2 separate regions of the Sus scrofa genome follow, and region 1 is linked to region 2. The links are chromatin contacts, called in public HiChIP or PLAC-seq maps. All regions are on one chromosome and are shown on one strand. Each heading gives the region's core, a stretch centred on a gene start, on an enhancer-like site or on the middle of the called end of the contact. The rest is flanking DNA. Distances are from core to core; before and after follow the strand shown.

What was found. HiChIP or PLAC-seq counts read pairs in DNA pulled down with a chosen protein or histone mark.
Region 1: a contact with region 2 is called in an H3K27ac HiChIP or PLAC-seq map of alveolar macrophages. The contact joins the promoter of YWHAH here to the promoter of MORC2 in region 2. A contact is called at or near these places in 1 of 47 Hi-C or Micro-C datasets (heart right ventricle) and 1 of 2 datasets of contacts at active chromatin or transcription factors (alveolar macrophages).

What each region holds. Positions count from the first base shown.
Region 1 is chr14:48,539,507-48,545,510 of Sscrofa11.1, forward strand. It overlaps YWHAH (14-3-3 protein eta), which reads left to right and starts at 4,525. Exons shown (of 2, transcript XM_001928076.4): 1 at 4,525-4,933. The coding sequence starts at 4,847.
Region 2 is chr14:47,798,253-47,804,407 of Sscrofa11.1, forward strand. It overlaps MORC2 (MORC family CW-type zinc finger protein 2), which reads right to left and starts at 2,180. Exons shown (of 26, transcript XM_005670853.3): 1 at 131-2,180. The coding sequence starts at 198. It also overlaps LOC100525309.

The sequences.
Region 1 (6,004 bases), core at 3,275-5,774, 740 kb after region 2:
TTTAACAGTGATTCCATAGGTGACAGCTTCGGTTCGCCTTCTCCCCCCAGAACTGAGCTCCTCTGAACAAGCTTGGGGTGGGGGGTGGTTAGGGGGAGGAGATCGGGCACTGAGCATGGGGCTCTGAGCCCTGCCAGCTCACAGATTGTGGCTGCCAGGACATTTTCAAAATTTTAATGCCAAAAGCTGCCGTGGAAACCGATCTGCTCCCAAAGTGGGCTTTCAAAGAGTGGCAGGAGGCCCTGGATAAGTCTGAAACCTGTGTGCTCAGGCTGATCTCAGGCAAAGGGGATGGGAGCTGGTGCCGCCAAGGACACAGGGGCCAGAGCAACCTGAGTGGGCATGAGTGGGGAGACTGTGGGTGGCCGCCTTGAACACTGAGCAAGCACCAGACCGTTCTAGGTCTCCTTATCTTCATCCATATGATGGCGATAGCAGCCTCCTTCCCAGAGTTGTGAGGATCTGGGGAGATGATAGATGGAGGTAAAGTGTTTACCCCCAAACCAGGCAGAGAGCCAGAGATTAACAGCAAGAGCTGCTGCTGCTGCTCCCAGAGGTGGTGGTATTGTCATTGGCTAGGGATCAGCCAGGTTATCAGGGCAGTGGGAGGCTTGCGTTTAGAAAATTAAAAAAAATGAAAATCCTTTCTGGGTGACATGAATCTGTGGGTAGGCGGCCTCTCCCGCTCCAGCTGGTAACCATGCCGACAGTGTGAATGAACACCGTCTCTCCAGAACAATACCAGGGCTTCTGTCACATGTCCTTTGGTGTCCAGATTTTGCAGGGAGCACAGAGTGTCCCCATACACCTGAGGAAAAAAGCAGGACGTGCCTTTTCTGGGTCACCTATTCTGGTGGAGTGTTCCAGTGATGCTTTGGAAATCCAGTCCCATGTGAGGACCAATCGTCACCACTGGCCCAAGGTGGGGTGCAGCAAGGACGCTTATCCAGCTGTGAGGTGGGGACAGACATGGTATGAATGTGCTTTTGTGGATCCCTGACCCTAAGAAACAGGGTGGTCAGCCCCATTTATAAGTGGCTTCCCAAGGGTACTCAGCTGGTAGTGGGTAGAACTTGGATTTGAACCCAAGTCCAGATCCTTCTCTTCAAGCCACCACACATGTGTTCTTGGGTAGCTGGGGGTGGGGTGGGCAGAGAGTGCTGCTCTGTTCCCCGAGTGAGACCATGTACCAGGTAAAGGTGCTGCAACCCTGCTCAAGCTCCAGGCAATGTGTGTTTGACATAATCATCAGCTCTTTCCCTGGTTCAAAGGTCCTTTTGGAAACTGTTCAAAAGCTGCATTGCTTGGTGGGACTTAGAGCCCTGGGACAAGGTGACCTGTCCCAGGCGGTCGTCCTAGTCTTTATTTGTGAGGCTTTGGGGAGTTTGCAGCTATCTCTCAACGGTGAAGGATATGGCTGCTGGTGTGTAGGCTACAAGTGGGAAGATTATGTGTGGTTTTTTACAATCTGAATGACCCCAAAAGGAGAGTCACACTTTGATCCCTTCTTAGTTCACACCTCAAGACAGTGTGGGGCCACCAAGCCCAGGAATCTGACAGATTTGAGCTTGAATCCTGGCTCTGCTGATTACTAGTTGAGTGATCTTGATACAAGTCACGGTGCATCTTCAAGGCCAGTCTCATCTGTAAGATGGGAGTGGAAGCCCTACCTAATTTACAGAGGTATCTGGGGGGAAGAAATATGCCAGTCTCTGTAAGGTACCTGGCCCGGTGCTGGCAATGTGGTTGGGTTCCCTTCAAGAGCAGGTGTGGATGAGGTTGCCCAGGATAGGGCAGAGGGGTGGGGCAGAGTTCTGAGGAACCCCCATGTTTCAGGGTAGGCTGAGAAGACCAACTCACACAGGAGACAAAAGAGGAGCAGCCAGGGCAGCAGAGAGAAGTCAGGCTAGTGCAGGGTCATGGAGCTAAGAGCCTGTCAAGGAAGGGAGAGCAGTTGTGCCCAGTGCAGCCAAGAGGGCCGGGAAGGTGAGGACTGTGCAGTGACATTGGATTGGTGGCCACAGTGAGGGTTCCGTAGGTTGGAGGAGTGGGGTACAGCCAGAGTACATTGGGCTGAGGGGTGGGTGGGAGGTGAGGAAGTAGGGACAGTGTAGTTGGTGAAAAGGAAAGAAAAGCTTTATGGGAGAACCGAAGTGTCTCCCATTTGACATTCATGAATGTCCAAATCAGTTATTTAGAATGCTCTAGTCTACCTGATTTTTACTGCTCTGAAATCAATCTCTGTCCAACATGATCAGAAGCTAGAAGGGCTCTAACTCCTCTCAGGGCTGGAAGAAACTGTGGAGGTGCCCCCAGTGCTGGCCGGCTGCCCACATCTCACAGAACCCATCCTCATGGAGCCCACAGTGGATAATGTTACTATCTCTCACACCCCTTAAAGATATTCACTAAGGGAAAAATCAGCCTGGTTTGCTAACCTCAATTCCATCCATGTGTAGTTAACAAAGGTAACTCTTCAAAGCCTGAGGTGGGGACTTCTTCCCAGACACACAAATGCTGTGTCATGGGTCCTGAGTCCTCACTGTAGCAGCAGAGAGATAGTGGCCCCGGAGGCAGGAGACCTGGTATGGGAGACCCAGCTCTGCTCACTGGCCATGCAAACTGCAGCCAGCCTCTCCTCCTCCCCAGACCTCAGCTTCCCCTTACTTGGGATAAGGGGTTGGACAGTGGTGAGTCTAAGGGTCCTGCCAGCTCTGACATTCCAGGATTTCTTCTCTTCTACAGTGCCTTAAACAGTCTTTCAAGTCCAATTTTCCCAGATTGTAAAACAGAGGTTCAGAAAAGGCCCACTCTCCAGTTCCTTCTCCTTTGTTTTTTTGTTTTGTTTTGTTTTTCATCTTTTTGCCATTTCTTGGACCGCTTCCGGGCATATGGAGGTTCCCAGGCTAGGGGTCTAATCGGAGCTGTAGCTGCCAGCCTAAACCACAGCCACAGCAACTCGGGATCCTACACCACAGCTCGCGGCATCGCCGGATCATTAACCCACTGAGCAAGGGCAGGGACCGAACCTGCAACCTCATGGTTCCTAGTCGGATTCGTTAACCACTGTGCCAGGACGGGAACTCCTCCTCTCTCTCCTTTCTAATGCATCTGACTCTCCAAAGTAAGACTCCTGGCCTGAAATGTGGCTTCCATGCCTCTGGTGGTTCCCAACTACCTAGGGATGCTTCAGATCTTCAGCCTGGCATTGAAAACACTCCACAGTCTTGTTTTTTACCTCACCTCATGTCCCACTGCCCGACCTTTCTCACCATTTTGTTTTTATCTTCACTGCCAAGGCTTTGTCTTTGCAGACCCCACTCTCTCCCACCTTTTCCCTGACATTATCTGGACCAGCTTACCTCCTTTGGGGTATTCAGACATCTGCTTCTCCGAGACAGGGGCTGCGTCTTAACTCTTTTTTTTTTTTTTCTTTTTTTTCTTTTTTGTCCTCCCCTGGGCATACGGAATTCCTGGGCCAGGGATCCAGTGCTAGATCCTTAAGCCACTGTACCAGGCTGGGGATTAAACCTGCATTCCAGCCCTCCCAAGATGACCTCATTGAGCCACAGAGAGAACTGAGTGTCCTACTCATTCTGCACCTACTCTTTCCCCCAGTGTTGAGCATGCAGTAGGTGCTCAATAAAATTCTCAGAGAACCTCAGGCCCCTTCTCCTGCACTGCCCTTCGCATGGTATACTAGGTCTGGTCATGCTTTAGTTATTGGGATTTTCCTCTCTTGTCCGAGGCCCAGCCCTGGGCCTGGCACCAGGGTTCCTCAGCGTGGAACGCCAGGACTGGCTCAGTGACCAGCGGGTCCACTCTCCTCTTTGCCACTTTACAGGCCAACAGTAACCTTGAGCAACTCACACTGGTCTGGCTTTGAAAAAAGAGGCCAGCTGTACCCACTGGCCTGAGTTGTGAGCATCAGATACGATCGTGCCTGGAAAGGCCTAGCACTGGGCCAGCTCCTAGCAGGTGTGTCACGAAGGTTATCCGCCTCAGCCGGGCCGGTCAGTCCCTCCTCCCGCGTAAAGGCACAGTCTGCACAAGGCCACTCCCTAGGGTGGAGGCGCAGTGAATGAATGTGTTGTGGGGTGGGGGTGGGGGGGACGTTAGGCGGGACCGACTCTAATCTGCCAGCGCAGACCCAAGTGCTGGGTGTGGCCCTGCGAAGCCGAACGGTTAGACTGGGCGGGGGCGGGTCCAGACCGCCCGTCGGGCATGCGGCCTCCTGGCTTCCCCAAGCGCTAGTTTTATTTGCTTTGGAGTCCCTTCTCAATCTAGTGCTCTAACATGGGTTCAGAAGCACCTTTCCGGGTGGGGCCGTGACAGTGCGCTGCCAGCGGAGCAGCCATCTCCCGGCCCCTTCCCCGATCTCTGCAGTCCCCACCCCAGCGGTCCCCTCTTCACCTCCACCTCTGCGGTGGTAAAATGCAGCACTCGCACGGCGCCTGCGCGGCTTTGGGGCGGGGCGGTGGTCGCAGCTATTTATAGTAGCTGACGTCACCTTGAAATAGACCGTTAGGGCCGGCCCGCCCTTCCCCCCTCCCACTTGCGCCGCTCCGCGCCGCCCGGCCCTGCCCCTCCCACTGCGCAGGCGTCCTCCCATCCGCCCATCCCCCCGCGTGACCGCCTGTCCTCTCTCGGCGGCGTCCGCGGTGCGAGCCACAGCGCGCGAGGCGAGCCAGCGAGAGGTCGATCGGTGCTGCCTGCTGCTTGTAGCCTAGGCGGGCCGGCGAGCCAGTGCGCGTGCGCGGCGGCGGCCTCCGCGGCGACCGGGAGCGGACGCGCGGGCTAGCAAGCGAGTGGAGCTGGGCGCGAGGCGAGGCCGAGCCATAGCGACATGGGGGACCGCGAACAGCTGCTGCAGCGGGCGCGGCTGGCCGAGCAGGCGGAGCGCTACGACGACATGGCCTCCGCCATGAAGGCGGTGAGCGCGCCGGACGCCCGGGCGGCCGGCCGGGGGCCCGACGCAGGGGAAGGGTGGGCAACCAGGCGGCTGCTCCCTCCAGGCCTGGGGCGACCCCGCCGCCCCGCTGGGCGCGGCCACCCGCCCGCACACCGCGCTTCCCGCGCCCGCCGCGCGCCCCGCCATTTCCTGCGGCCGGGCCCTGGTGGGGTTTCTAGGGAGGGGGTGCGGCGGTGACCCCGCGGGCGGGCCATCTGGTGGTCGGGGGTCGCCATATCCCAGCTCGGACCACAGGTGAGGGAGGGTGCCCGTGGGAAGGTGAGGGAGTCACATTTCTCCTTCTGGATATTTCTGTCGGGCTGGGGCACCCCCTCTTTTCTCCACACCCCAACTTGTAATAAAGAATCACCTAGTGAGTGGCGCCCTGTCTCTCATGGTTTCCGCTGCCACTACCTGCAGTCGGTGTAATTCCGATCCGTTTTTGCTCCGCTCGCTGGAATCGTTCTGGTTCCATCCTCCCACGCCCGGGGTCCGCATTGTGTGCGGAGACCCCCCCCCTCCCCCCCGCAAGCCGGCGGGAGGGTGGCGGGCGTGTGGCTCCTTCCAGGTTGGATGCGGCACCCATCTGCTTGGAGACTAAAACGGGTCGTGACTCCTGGGCGGGCCGAGCCCGTGTACCTTTGCCTTGCCGAGACCCTCAGAGACCTGTCTGCAGCTCGATTTCCGGGGAAGGAGCCTTTGCCGACCACACCCTGGCAAATGCCCTGGATTAGATACCACCTGCGTGCCTGAGACTTAGGGTTGTGGCGAACTCCTCGCTAACCTCGTCTCCGCGCATTATTTCACGTTTTCTCCAAATGAACATTACTTCCCTCTGCGTCAAGGTCACACGGGTATAGCCACAGCTGCGGCCACCAACCTGCCATGTTCACCCAGTGTTCCACCTCCTGAGACCTGAAAGGATCTCCTGGGGCCCCACCCTAGACCTAAAGACTCAGAAACCCTGGGGGTGGAGCTCAGCTGCACTTGAACCAGCCCTCAAGTGGCAAGTGTTAGTAGGTTTAAGTTCAGCAATTACTGCCCTGGATTCTT
Region 2 (6,155 bases), core at 930-3,429:
CAGAGCTCAAGACTCATCCAGGGACACATCCCGAAAAGTAAAAATGCAAATTTTTCTGGGAAAAGGATTCCCATATTAATATCAAGCAATGAGTTATCACTGACCTCATTGGTACCTACAGGATACTTACGAATTTGTGTGTAGATATTCAAAGGTTAGCTGAGCTCGATTCAGACTGCTGTAATTTGTGAAAGCCATGAGTGCAGTGAGGTCTCCAGTTCTTTACCCACTAACTGGGAACTATAAGCTTATTAATGGAATAGATTTTTTTCAGGATTCTGAAATCTGTACTCCTCAAACAAGGTTACCTAGTGAATCTATCCACAGTATATTCAGAGATGTCTAAAACAATTGATTTTGCTTTTAAATTTTCTTAATCTTCTCAGTGACTATGATGTAATATTTTGGAAAGAACTACGTCATAAACCTGCAGTTTTAAGGAAGAGTTAGCGTTAATTTGTGATAGTTCAGATTTGAATTGAAATGTTGTTGGTCTGGAGTAGATGATACTGGAGTTGGCAATTACTGCTCCATCTTCACGTTCTTCGAGCGTTTTTTTCAGTTCCTCTAAATTTCCTGTGAGGAAATTTACCAGTCCAGAAATTCACCAATCCGTAAATTCAGCAACTTATGTCATAAAATTGGACAACCACCCATGTCTTCGCCATCAATGATCCCAGGATCCTTAAAGAAGCCCCAGACTGGCGACCATGTTGTTGATGGAGTGCATATGGCGTTAGTTCCGGCTTCACCACCTCCCAAATGAAAGATTTCCAAAGCGCTGAAGACCGATTTCTGTTTTTCAAAGCCTGGACCAAACCTAGCCTGAGGTCCGTCCCACTTTCCTCAGGGTAGTGGGTCAAATTACCTCACACAGACCCATTAAGTCGCCTCAGACCTGACCCGCCCAAATCAACTCAGGCGAGTTGCGCCCCTCCCCCACTTCCCTCAGACAGCGGCCTCAGCCTCTCAGGCGCTCGGTCCCGTGTTCTCCTCCTCACATAGAGAAGATAGTCCCAGCTTTCAAGGCCCGGATTGAGGGCAGTGACGAGTACACTACCCGAGCGGGCGTTGCCCTGCGCTCACAGCTGCAGCTGCCTTTGTCCCTCCCCACGGAATTGGAACCCAACAACCGCAGCGCGCTCTTGGAACCATGTGCTGCCTCCGCCTCCGCCGCTGCCGCCACCGCCGCCGCGAGACCACAGCCCGCACTGCGCTGGATGATATGGTGACCGGACTCAACACCACAAAATTCGGCGTCTAGGTCTCCTCCGCCGCTGCTATCGCTGGCGTCTCTGCCACCTCAGCCAGCGCTTTGTCTCCGCTAGTGCACACAGCCCGGGCCGCCTCGCGCACTCCCCGACGCCCCAAGCCCCCGAGGCCTCCGCGGCGTATTCGGCCAATCACAGAGCCGCAGATCCTCCCGCCCCCGCTCTGATGCGACGCCTTCTGATTGGTAGGTAGCGTGTCTCCACGTGACCGGATCTTGTTAGCTGGGCCCTCCCCTGTCACGTGAGTGAGCGCGCCTCTCTTCCTGCTTTCTTGACCCTCTCCGCCATTTAAAGAAACAGTACCGGGGGCGGGCCGAGCGACGCAGCCGGGACGGCAGCTGCGGCGCGGACCGGAGGAGCCATCTTGTCTCGTCGCCGGGGAGTCAGGCCCCTAACTCGAAGAAGCCCTGGCGCGCCCTCCCCCCCTCCCCGGTCTGGTAGGGCGAAGGAGCGGGCGCGCGGTCGATCGAGCGATCGGTTGGCGGCTCTTTCTCCTGCTCTGGCATCCAGCTCTTGGGGCGCAGGCCCGGCCGCCACGGCGCGCGCCCGGTGGCCGTTGGCGTTCGCGCCGCGTCTTTCTTCTCGTACGCAGAACTCGGGCGGCGGCCTATGCGTTTGCTATCCGACGAGGAGTCGTCCGGGTGGTCGGCGGCGGCGGGCAGTTGCTCCGCCCCGCTCCTGGGGAGGCGGCGGCGGCGGCGGCGGCGGCGGCGGGATTTGGCACGGCCGGGGAAGCTGGGGTGGCCGGGGCCGGCCTGGAGGCCTGGCACCACCCTTCGGGGCCTGCAAGGACCCAATTGGGGGGACAGGAGGGAGCCGGGGGATGGTTGGTGGTGGGCTTTCTACTTTGTCTTTTCCTCCTTATGCCGCCTTAGTGAGGGGCGGGAGCGCTGGAGGCCGCTCCGGGGTGGAGAGACAAGCTCCGGAGTCGGAAGAGCTGGGTTTGCTTCCGGGCCTAACCACCAGCTGGCCGAGTGACCTTAGGCAAGTCACTCTGTAATTTATCTGCGCCTCAGTTTCCTCCTTCTCCATCAATGTTTGTGGGATTGAAAGCGCTTTGTAAACTGTAAAGCGTCGCTGTATGTAAGGGATGATTATTGTTCGTAATGGCTTGGTTTTTTGTTTTTTGGTTTTTTTTTTTTGGAGTTGTAAGAAAACTTAGAAATTGCCCAATCCTTGGATTTTGAACCTGGAAACCTTGGATTGGAGGTGGAGATCCCCAAACTCCTTGAAATTGTATGCAGAAATTAGGGGGAATGTGCATTTTAGAGAATGAGAAGCCATCGCCAGCAAGTTTTCATTGGGGGCTGTGACCCAGAAGAATTAAGAACCACATTTCCTTTGTCACAAGGAGGAAACTGAGGCCAGATGTCATTTGGGACCCTTCACAACCAATTCGAAGCCCCTGTTTGAATCCCTGAGATATGTGAGCTGTTCTGTGCATAGTGGATATTCGTGGTAACAACACTCCACTTCTTGGCTTCTATTTTGAGTTCTTTCACCATGGGTTGCCTAAAGGGTGACTGATGCTTAAAGGTACAGTGGCACCCAGCATAAAGCAGCTAAAACTGGGCATGGATATGTTCTCTAGTATCAAGAAGCTTATTTAATCTTTGGCCCAACAACTTTTTTTTTTCTGGTGCCTGACTACCTTTCTGACTCTTCATTGACCATTTTCTATGACCATGGTTGCCATCCGTTACTTTCCCCTATTTTATATTCCTAGTCTGTGTGGTTGGTAGTGAGCAGGCTTATTTTTAAATGGTGCTGCCAAGTCCAACTAATTAATGGTGCAGGTGGATTTTTAGCAAGCTGGCTCACTAGAACAGACTGAACCAGGCATGGAATTCTTGAAAATGTTTGGGGGGTTGAGTCTTTATTAATTGAAGGTTAACGTTTTCTGAGAAGTTTTGTTAGAATTTTCTGCTGAACCTCAAAATCAGATTGAAAGTGTTTCAACCTTAAATTTTTTCTGGTCTGCTTTGTATTCTATTTGCTTGCAAGTGTGTTACTAAGATGGCCAAAATGCCAGTTTTTGCTTCTTTGTTAATTGTCAGCTGCTTTTATCAAATATCAGGCAGTTATCCAGCAAACACTATAGAAATGTTTGAACAGTTGGCTTTCAAACATTTTCATTTTGTGGAGTGGTGCTTACCATTGGTACAGCTCTAAGCAAGCAAACGCAAACACTTTTAAGTGTATTTTGTCTGTTAGGTGTTAGCCGGTTCTGCTATTTCATACAAATGTCTGGAAATCAATTGACTATTCCCTTTACCTAGAGGGCAGAGACAAATGATCTCAATTCCAGAGAAATGACTGTTTTGGAGAAAACTGTGTTGGTCTTTTAGCTCTTTTGTAATTAAATCTGGATGTACCTCAAAAGAATCTTAAGACTGGTGATAAAATGCTTTCCTCAGGAGAAAGGAGGAAAAAAACCAACTGGAACTCAAAGCTTGAAATTCTTTGACAAACATAAGATATCCAGGATGGGAAGTTGAAAGGGTTTCACTACATAGCGTTCTGCACTAGCTGGAGCAGATGTCTTTCAGTGTGGTTATGGCGTGGACTTCAGATTTTCAAGAACTGGATCTGGGACCTGGAAGAATTATCAAGATGTGACACGAAGTTGGGAGCTGGATTTTTTTATTTTTGAATTTATGGACTCTTGTCCTTGCTTTGAGAAAAGACAATGACTGAGCAAGCACTGCCACCAGCGCTGTTACTGGGAATTCGGAGACCTGAGTTTTTGCCAGATCCTCGGTGCAAACTCTGGCGACGCTCCATCCAAAGTGAAAAACGGTACTTGCCATTTTCCAAAATGCCTTATTCTGTACCGTCTCTGCACTTTCATTCACACCCTCCTCTCTACCCTGAAATGCCTTCCTTTGCTTCTTCAACTGTCAAAGCTCTGCCGTTTCTTCAGTATCCAACGCAGATGCTCTTTCCTCCATGAGACTCTTAAGCCAGAAATATCTTTGTTTTATAACTTGAGGGAGTTTCCTTTATGGCACAGCGGAAATGAATCTGACTAGCATCCATGAACACTCAGGTTCAATCCCTGGCCTTGCTCAGCAGGTTATGATCCAGCGTTGCCGTGAGCTGTGGTGTAGGTTGCAGATGTGGCTCAGATCTGGCATGGCTGTGGCTGTGGTGTAAGCTGGTGGCTACAGCTCCGATTAGACCCCTAGCCTGGGACCCTCCATATGCCACAGGTGTGGTCCTAAAAAGCAAAAAAAAATTAAATAAATAAGTAATAATAAAAATATATTTTGATAGATACCTTTTATCTATCTTTGTGTACAGTAGCTTGTAAAGTAGTTTTTATGTGCATTAGCTCTCTTTCTAGATAGAAAGCCCCTTCAAAGCAAGGGTCTCGTCTGGGGAATCTTCGCCCAGACATATTACCATATATGATGAAGCACTTGGTAGAAAGAAGGAATTTAGAAAACAGGCTATCTCAAAATAGGCACTCATAGGTTTGCTTAGTTGCTGTGTGATAACCTAGTTATGGGCCATGTTTCTTCCTCCATCCCATGATATATCTTTTTTTTATTTTTAGGAGCCATATCCACAGCATATGGAAATTCCCAGGTTAGGGGTCGATTCTGAGCTCTAGCTGCTGGCCTACACCACAGCAACGCCAGATCCAAGCCGCATCTGTCACCTGTACTACAGCTCACAGCAACGCCAGATCCTTAACCCACTGAGCAGGGCCAGGGATCAAACCTGCATCCTCATGGATATTAGTCGGGTTCATTACTGCTGAGCCACAGCGGGACTCCACTTTATTATTTTTTAATTTTAGCTTTAAAATGATTTAGGGAGTTCTCAAGCATAAAGAGAAATTTTTTGTTGTATAAGATATTACAGAGGGGTGCAAGGACTAGGGCCTTATTCCCTGCATACCTTATTCTCTTCCACTCAAGATGAATCTTGTTTAAAATGAAAGTTAAGTACTAGGTCATAAGAATTTGCAGAAGGCATTTAGAAGGGTGTTGGTATATAAACTTAAATTTACTTCTCATACCACTTCTTTGTCCCACCAACCACTGCCCAGCAACCTGAATAAAATCAAATTAGTCCCCCAAAGCATGAGACTTGGGACAATTTCTTTTTGCTGCATCCCTAAGACAGTTTGTCCTCAAGAGTCAGGAAACAGTCTTTGCCAGAAAACTCTGTTCTTATCATCACTGATTATTAATATTAAGACTCCCTCCTCCCTATTTATCATCTGTCAGCTTCTAAGCCAGGCTTGCCAAGAATTAGTACCATCAGGTGGCTGATGTACTGACAGCAGTCCCGCCCCCATTGTTAGAGTCTTGTGTTTGTAATTCCAAGCATTTGTTATCTGTTTTGTCCCTCTCCCCTCTAGTCTTGTGCCTCCTGGTTGCCGAGTATTCACCTGGACCTTCTAACCACCTTCCTTGAGCTATTCCATCAGCCTTCATATCTGTACCTGGAATTTTGCCCATGGTGATTCCTGCCACCTTACTACTGAAGAAGACAACCATGCCAGTGAACCACTGTGACTCGAGGCATCCAGCAAATTTGAATCATCATCATGTGGCCTTCACCTCCACTCCTGTCCTGTTCTACCCAGATTCAACACAGCCCTTTGTAGTGAAGTCAAACTCCTCAAGCCAAATAGCTGAAGCTGTTTTATCACAATTAAGGCTCAGTTTGTTCCATGAGTGTGCTTTCGTTTCTTCAGTTAAAGCCTTCAGAGACACATAATAAATTTGGACCAGGGGATTTTAGTTATCAACACTGTCTGAAGAATGGCACCATCTTTTTGAGAACCACATTGAACCCCGCCCCAAAATCTCAAATGATTGAAGTTCATGAAGTATCTAAGATCCCATCCAAGTCACTGAACTCTGTTTT